Linked DNA regions of Callithrix jacchus: region 2 is linked to region 1. The links are chromatin contacts, called in public Hi-C maps. All regions are on one chromosome and are shown on one strand. The core of a region is the stretch at or near the end of the contact, and the rest is flanking DNA. Distances in the headings are between cores, read along the strand shown.

Region 1 (3,999 bases), core at 526-3,025:
CAATTTATGATCCACCAGTTTGGTCGTGTTGCAAACTCTGTTATAATCAGCATTCTCGAAAATTTACCATCACCGTCATATTATTCAGAAGCAGTATCTCTCGGTGACCCTGATTTCTGTGGCTATTCTGGGATTAGGGGAAAGGAAATGCCCCCAGAAATTCCCTTCCCTACTTCCTTGATCCAGCCCTTTCAGCCTCTCGTTTCCTTCTGTAGTGTGCAAGTGAATACTGAAGCTTTTCTGCCTAAGGGAAAAGAATACTTGCTGGGCATGGTGGCTTATGATTGTAATCCCAGCACTTTTAATCCCTTCCACCTTTCTAATTCCAAAATGGGAGTATTGCTTAAGCTCAGGAGTTGGAGACCAAACTGGGCAACATGGCAAAAGTTTGTTTCTACAAAAATTACAAAAATTAGCTGTCCCAGTTACTTAGGAGGCTGAGGTGGGAGGATCACTTGAGCCTGGGAGGTCAAGGCTGCAGTGAGCTTGATCATGCTACTGCACTTGATCAGCCTGTGTGACAGAGTGAGATCTTGTCAAAACAAAACAATAAAGCAATATATATTCATTGTGTAATAGGATTATAGGCATGTGCCACCACACCCGACTAATTTTTGTATTTTTAGTAGAGACAGGGTTTCACCGTGTTGGCCAGGCTGGTCTCAAACTCCTGACTTCATGTGATCCACCCGCCTGGGCCTCCCAAAGTGCTGGGATTACAGGCGTGAGCCACTGCGGCCAGCCCAAATACTAATTTTATAATCACCCTCAATCTTGATATTCAAGTTTTTGATGTATATCTTTGGAGTTTTTAAAAAACCGTGTGCACACACATGCATCTTCACAGAAATGGACCTTGTTATTATACATGCTGCACTGTAACCTGCTTATTTGCTTAAATAGAATGGCGTCTTTAACATATGGAAAATTTTTACCCAAAATGATTTTTCATGGCTGCATAGAATACCATTTATTTAACCAAGCGGTAGACAGACTATTCACAAGTTTTGCTATTATGAACAAGTAGGGATAAGCACGCACATTACAAATTCTGCTCAGTTTCCAAACTGTCTCCTTGTATGGACCCCGCAAGTGAAACTGTCAGGTCCCAGGGCGCTCCCCTGTGGTTGTCAGATTTCCCTCCTGTAAAGTCGATGAGTAACCCCAACCGACACGCAGTCCTGTCCACACTGCTCTTGGAAGGCCAAACCAGGCGACTCTGTGGCCCAGAGAGAACCAGAAGAGGGGATGCGTGGGGTGCACCGCAAGCCATTGAGTCTGTGGACCCACCTAGGCGGAGAGAGACTAGCACGCGTGAGGGTGGACCTCGGCATCCTAGACATTCCTCTTCGTGCCGTGGATGCATGAGGTTCCGTCCCTGAACCTCGGCTTCCCTATCTGCGGAATGGGGATGGAATGTCATGCTGATGGGGATGCGTGGACGCGGCGCCCTCGGGGGTGCACAGAACGAAGGCTGGCCTGCAGGAGCGACCCTCGGGGGCTGTTGGGGACGGAAGACGGGACAGCCTGGCTCGCAGGCTTGGCGCAGCCGCCAGCCAGCCTCTTCCCGGAGTGGCTCCTCCCCGGAGTGGCAGTGCGGGGAGAGTGGCTCGGAGCCCGCAGGGGGCGCCACGAAACCACCGCGAGAGCGGCCGCGGCGCGGGGCGGGGGCCGCATGGGCTATACCCGAGCGCGGGGTACCCCGGGCCACCCTGAAGCTGGACCGCCGGGGCTACCCCGGGCTACCCTGGAGCTGCGCCGTTCCCAGCCCGCGAGTCAAGTCCGGCGCCCGGGAGGTCCTTGAATTCCGGGGGATTCTTTCTCCGCAAAACCAAAAACGCCAACCACTTAACAGATCCGTGCTAGGAGGCCCTGGCTCAGTGGTTCCACCCGAACCCTTCGGCCCAGCTGCCGCTGTGCGCCTCCCAGGCTCCCAGACTTTAAACTTGCAAACCTCAGCCCTGAGGTGACCGCCTCCGGGCAGCCTTCCCCGACTACTCCAGGACTCGGGGGGCGTGGCTCCCCAGCAGGTCTGGTTCCGCCCGCGTGCGGGCCTCTTCCACGCTGGGCGGTCTTTGAGGATGGGGCTTGGCCTCCCTACCCGGCCTCGAACCCCTCAGCGTCGCACCCCAGAGCCACTCTGACACTTGGCCAATGCTTATAAGTGAGGGAGCCACCTCTTCTCCCTGCGTGGTACAGACGAGGGTCGGCAGGAAGGGGCCTTGCTCCATCCCCAACCTTAAGCTCCGCTGAGATGAAGGAACCCAGAGCAGGCTTGGCGCTGGGCAGACGACTGTCCCAGGCGGGGAGGAGAGCTCTGGATCTGTGTGGGAGTTTGTGCAGCGTGTCAGCGGCGGCCTGTGGATGCCTGCAGGTGTTTGTGCATGTGTAAGCCTGTGTGTGTATATATTTGTGGGAAAGCATCTTCTAAATTAGGATGTATCTGTATGGGCTAAATGGTCAAGTCCAATTAAAAGTGATTTCAGGGCCGGGCTCGGTGGCTCAAGCCTGTAATCCCAGCACTTTGGGAGGCTGAGGCGGGTGGATCACGAGGTCAAGAGATCGAGACCATCCTGGTCAACATGGTGAAACCCCGTCTCTACTAAAAATACAAAAATTAGCTGGGCATGGTGGCGCGTGCCTGTAATCCCAGCTACTCAGGAGGCTGAGGCAGGAGAATTGCCTGAACCCAGGAGGCGGAGGTTGCAGTGAGCCGAGATCTCGCCATTGCACTCCAGCTTGGGTAACAAGAGCGAAACTCCGTCTCAGAAACAAAACAAAACAAAACAAAAGTGATTTCAATACTTCTTACTTGATGGTGTAAGTGCAATAGCCAAGGAATTCAGTCCAGAAGCTCACATTTGAGGGTTGGGGATTGGTGCCGTATTTGTTACAACAGGTGTCTTAACCTTGGGCAAATCTCTTCCTCATGGTCTTTGTTGTCTCTGGTTTGTTTGTTTGTTTTTCTGGTTTGTTAAATGACCTTTTTTTTTTCTTTGAGACACGGGTCTCACTTTGTTGCCCAGGCTGGAGTGCAGTGGTGCAATCACTGCTCACTGCAGCCTCACCTATTGGGCTCAAGCGATCCTCCCACCTCAGCCTCCTGAGAAGCTGGGACCACAGGAAGGTGCCACTAAATGATGATTGTTATTTATTTATTATTATTATTTTTGGAGATGGAATCTCAATCTGTCCCCAGGCTGGCGTCCAGTGATGCTATCTCAGCTCACTGCAACCTCTGCCTCCTGGGTTCAAACAATTCTCCTGCTTCAGCCTCCCAAGTAGCTGGGACTACAGGCACATGCAGGCATGCTACGCTATTTTTTTTTTTGTATTTTAGTAGAGACAGGGTTTCACTGTGTTGACCAGGCTGATCTCAAGCTCCTGAGCTCAGGCAATCTGCCTGCCCCGGCCTCCCAAAGTGCTGGGATTACAGGTGTGAACCACCTCGCCTGGCCTAAATGATTGTTTTTAAAGGAAGAAATCATGCCTGTCATACAAATATAAAATGAACAAATGTCAAAGATTTTATTTAACTCATTAGTTAATGAAGGAACCGGTAATGTGTTAATGGCTGATTTGAAGGACAACATGAAGACCAGATACACACCCTGGCATCAGAAATAACGAAATAACTGTTAACTGATACAAAACTGGCTTCATCCACAGTGTGTGTGTGTGTTTGGGGTGGGGGAAGGATCACTTGTATCTCCACCTGACAAAACTTGTTTGCATTGCCATGGACAATAATAATTTGCCTTATTTTCAGTTTTCTACAGTTTACAGATTCAAAGACAATGAAAAGTGGAGACTGCCATAGAATGAGATAACCAGGAAGGGCACACCAGGCCTACATTCCGTAGGTACATTTTCTCCCCATTTCAGAAGGCTTTCACAATTTTTCCTGGTCACTTACACAACAGGCTCAAGTTGCATAAAGGTTTTTCCAACATCTTAGTTGTAGAACTCTTTTTCTAAGTGAAAGGTAACAGCAAACCC
Region 2 (3,999 bases), core at 869-3,368, 280 kb after region 1:
GGACAGAGAACTCTCCTTTAACCAGAGGAAAGGAACTTAAGAACAGGTGAATATTATTGTTAATGAGGCAGTGAGGCCTTTTGCTTTGCATGATAAGCAGGAGATGGTTTTCAGGAGTGTTGGGTATTGGTTGACCAGAGAGGTGGGATTACTAATACCAGAACTAATATGAGAATGTACCACACTAGGAAATTTAACAGGATTGTAAAGTATATGCAAATAGTATTGTTTTCTGTGCCATTTCCCCCTCATCTGCCAGGGGTCAGTGAACCCATTGGAGATTGTAGATTCCCAGTAAATATTTACCCTAATCTAGAATCTTAAATGAAAAATGCTTAAACAGTAGCTACTTTTATCTGACTTGAATTTTGTGGACTAATGATAGAATTAATAAGTATAAGTGAAGGAGGTCTCTTACTATAACAGTGTTTAATTCATCATTTCAACAAATCTCTCCCTGCAGCCTACTAAGCTTTTTCTTTAATTAAGTACCTGATTTACACAGCAGATTTTACTCATTTGAGGACTCAAGTCATGTCTAAACAGATTACGGGATTCAGCCCAGGCATAGTTCAGGTACATTGTAAATGTAATCAGAATTGTACTGCAGGGTAATTCAGTTTTAGACATCCATCTCTAAAAACGTCTTCTGTCTGAAAATGGAGACTTTTATAACCAATTTCTGGTTATTCAGAGGCTATTTATCTAGTTTATTTATCTCAAGATTAGGCAGTCACCTTGTTTTTTCACTCCTTTCTAATCTCTCTGGCCATTTTGTTGCTCTAAACTCATGAGTAAGATAAGGAGAAGAGAAACTAATGTACATAAACTAATGGCTAAAATGAAGTGTTCATTTGCATGTTTCTTATGCTTTGTGGCTCATTCGGAGCTGTCAGAAGTGACTTATGTATAATAATATACAGTGTAATCAAATGGGTTTTCTATGTGTGAGGATACCCTTGTGTTAGATTATGGACACAATTAACAGTTCCAGGCAGATAGAATTATTTCCTCATGTTGGAAGTAGTATAGACACATGGCCTTTTATGGGAGGGGGAAAGCTCTTCTCTGTGTGCCCACTTTTCACACCTGTCTCACCCCTCTCCAGCATGACTCTCCCCTCCTGTCAGTCTTACCCACAGCCTCAGGAGTCCCTGGCCTCCTTCCTCTCCTTGACATCGCTCACACTGCTTGCTTTGCAAGCATAAGAAGTGCTGGCACCCTATGACCAGGGTAGACCACAACCAGGGTCAGGGTGCAGAAACCAGATGGAGAAATTCAAATTATGATCATGAGAACATGTTCTTCTAGGTAATGGCCATACTTTTATCTTCGTATCCTTAGAACCTAACACGGTGCCTGACATATAATATGTCTCCAGAAATATTTTGTTTTTGAATGAAAGACTATTTCAAAATTACAAAGTCATAGGAGGAATCATTTAATTTATCTTTCTGCTTTTATAGATGAAAAAAGTGAGGCCTAGATTCAGAGCAACTATTTAAGTTCCTCTGACATAGCTGATTATGCTTTAGACCATACAAAGAAGTAAGTGAATATGATAAACAATTCCAGCCTTCTAGGAGTCCAAAGTTAAGTAAAGTCCAGCAGCCATTTATCTAGCAGGGATTTTTGTGGGGGTAGGAAAGGGACAGAGAGGAGGGTGTGATGTGATGGTGGTGTTTCGTTTTGCTTTTGGTGCCTGTGTTTGCTTGATACTGTGTTATGTCAGGTACAGAGTTGTATAAGGCACAGCTTTTGCCCTTAAGGAACTTGTCTAATGTAACTTGAGACAACATAATAAGAATCAGTATGTCTAAAAGCAGTATATGATTAAATGCCGGATGAGTGGTGCACTTTTATATATGCCAACTTTATAAAATGAAAAAATGCTAATGATCCATCATCAGGCAGACATGCACTTTCATTTACTATTCTAAAAGTGAGAACAGATTGGACTTGGGGAAACTCTGTGTCTGGAAGTACATTTTGATAATTATTGTCCATTTGATAGAGACACTGAAAGGGTGTCAGTGTAAACACTGGCCATGTGAAGATTGAGCCTGTTGGTGGTTTCTTTTGTATCATAGGACGCCATGTCACCAACTAGGGAATTCTGCCCAATCAGTTGAGTAGAATAGTGTTGACCTATTGTGAAATTACTTGTGTGTGTGTGCTTGTCAGAATTTATGAATCCTAGAATTTTTTTTTAACTGGAAGAAGACCCCCAAGATCATCTGCTTCAACCCCTTCCTTCCTTTCTTTTCCAGGGAGGTTGTACTTTACTTGAGCTGTGAGCAGCTCATTCTTATTAAAGAGTATGCCACATTCTTTCATAAGTTGTAGCCTATTTTTGTCTGTTTTGAATTGCCTTTTTTCTAAGCTCTAGCACAAAGTTCACCAGGTATTAAGTGAATGTCTTCTCTTTGCAATAGTTTAGGGAATACTTGAGTATGGAAGGAGGTAATAGAAATATGGGGAGGGAGATGGTGAACTGATGTTTCTAGTGGGATTAGTGGAAATACCGAGGACCAAGAATTAAGGTGCATTTCAGCTCTCCCTTTTGTCTGCTTTTTATTTATGATGGTATTACATTGCCTGCAAACAGCCATGATGAATATTTTCATTTTTATTAATAGTAATATGGGGCATGAATAGATTTCGTGATATATTTAGATACACAAAGGCTGTGAAGAAAATGACATTTAGTATGTAATTTTTACCCTGCTCTCAAGGTGTGTGTTTTTAGGTACTTACCTTCAAAAGGTTTACAATCTGATTGGAGATTGAAGGACCTAAAGAAGTTAAGTAACAATGTCATATTCCTGTCCTTTGTGCTAAGTGAATGCTACTTACTGTTTTTCCAGTGTCTAGAATAGTGCCAGGCCTATAGCTGATTTTCAGTAAGTATTGGTTATATAGATAAATTGAAGGTACTGACAGTAAGCATGGGAGGATCTCTGAGGGCTGTGGCATTTGGAGAAGGCTTGGGATCTTGTACAGTGCAAAGCATAAGTAACTTTATTCTCATTTTGTGTTTCCAACTCCTTCAACCTCAGCATGTTCTCCCCACCATCTCCTCACACCCCAAAGCAGTCCCTCTGTTTTGCTAAGTGTTTTTTTCTCTGGAAGCAAGCCTGATCTCTCTCACATTTATTTTGCCACTGCTTGGGGCACCTTGTTTTCTTATCTCTACCTCTCGTCTTTCCCACAACATTGCTGTTCCTCTTGAAGGATTTAGAAGGATCATCTTTTGGTTTCTAAGGCAGCTATGTTTTCTTAGGTCCTTCTCTCCAGGGAATATTGTAGAAGGTAAGGCATTTTCTGTGGAAGAACTGAGTTCAGAAAAAGTTCAGAAACATATTCTATGATTATTAATTGGAAAACAGTAGGATAGGTGATACCTTAGAATAACACAGCAATTTTTAAAAATTATTTATTTATTTAGAGACGGATCTCTCTCTATCACCCAGGCTGGAATGTAGTGGTATGATCTCAGCTCACTGCAGCCTCTGCCTCCCAGGTTCCAGCGATTCTCCTGCCTCAGCCTCCCTAGTTGCTGGGATTACAAATGTGTGCCACCATGCCTGGATAATTTTTGTATTTTTAGTAGAGACGGGGTTTCGCCATGTTGGCCAGGCTGGTCTCAAACTCCTGACCTCAGGTGATCCACCCACCTTGACTTCCCAAAGTGCTGGGATTAGAGGCGTGAGCCACTGCACCTGGCCTAAGAGCAATTTCTGAGCTACGTTTTCAGGTTGTCATAACTACATTCTAATTGACTGCACATTTTTAAACACAAATTAAACTAGTTATGTTCTCCACCCTCCTCAATTTTGGCAGTATAAAGGCCTGTTTCACAGAGAAGAACACATAAACAAGTGAGCACAAGGAAGCTTGTGTGAATGAAGCTCTGCTGTACAGCTTAGTGATTTTCTTTGATTTAAGATGTAGCTCTTAGCAATTTCAAATAGTTTGTGTTCTCTGAAGGAAAAGTCC

Evidence for each region. A called contact is a pair of places that touch in the nucleus more often than the background predicts.
Region 2: a Hi-C map of skeletal muscle shows a contact between it and region 1, with 9 times the contacts expected there. The contact joins two enhancer-like sites. A contact is called at or near these places in 3 of 3 Hi-C or Micro-C datasets (induced pluripotent stem cells and skeletal muscle).

What each region holds. Positions count from the first base shown.
Region 1 is chr8:19,703,511-19,707,509 of calJac240_pri, forward strand. All of the region lies in intron 1 of LOC103795568 (a long non-coding RNA gene), which reads left to right. Among named protein-coding and RNA genes, the nearest start is that of ADPGK, 14 kb to the left of the region's middle. Within about 2 kb of position 1,776, at least 6 of the 16 cell types and tissues checked have an H3K27ac peak or open chromatin away from gene starts, as enhancers often do. A contact at or near this core is called in skeletal muscle, where this site is marked.
Region 2 is chr8:19,982,478-19,986,476 of calJac240_pri, forward strand. The region is part of intron 1 of NEO1 (neogenin 1); the gene reads left to right. Among named protein-coding and RNA genes, the nearest start is that of NEO1, 24 kb to the left of the region's middle. Within about 2 kb of position 2,119, at least 2 of the 16 cell types and tissues checked have an H3K27ac peak or open chromatin away from gene starts, as enhancers often do. A contact at or near this core is called in skeletal muscle, where this site is marked.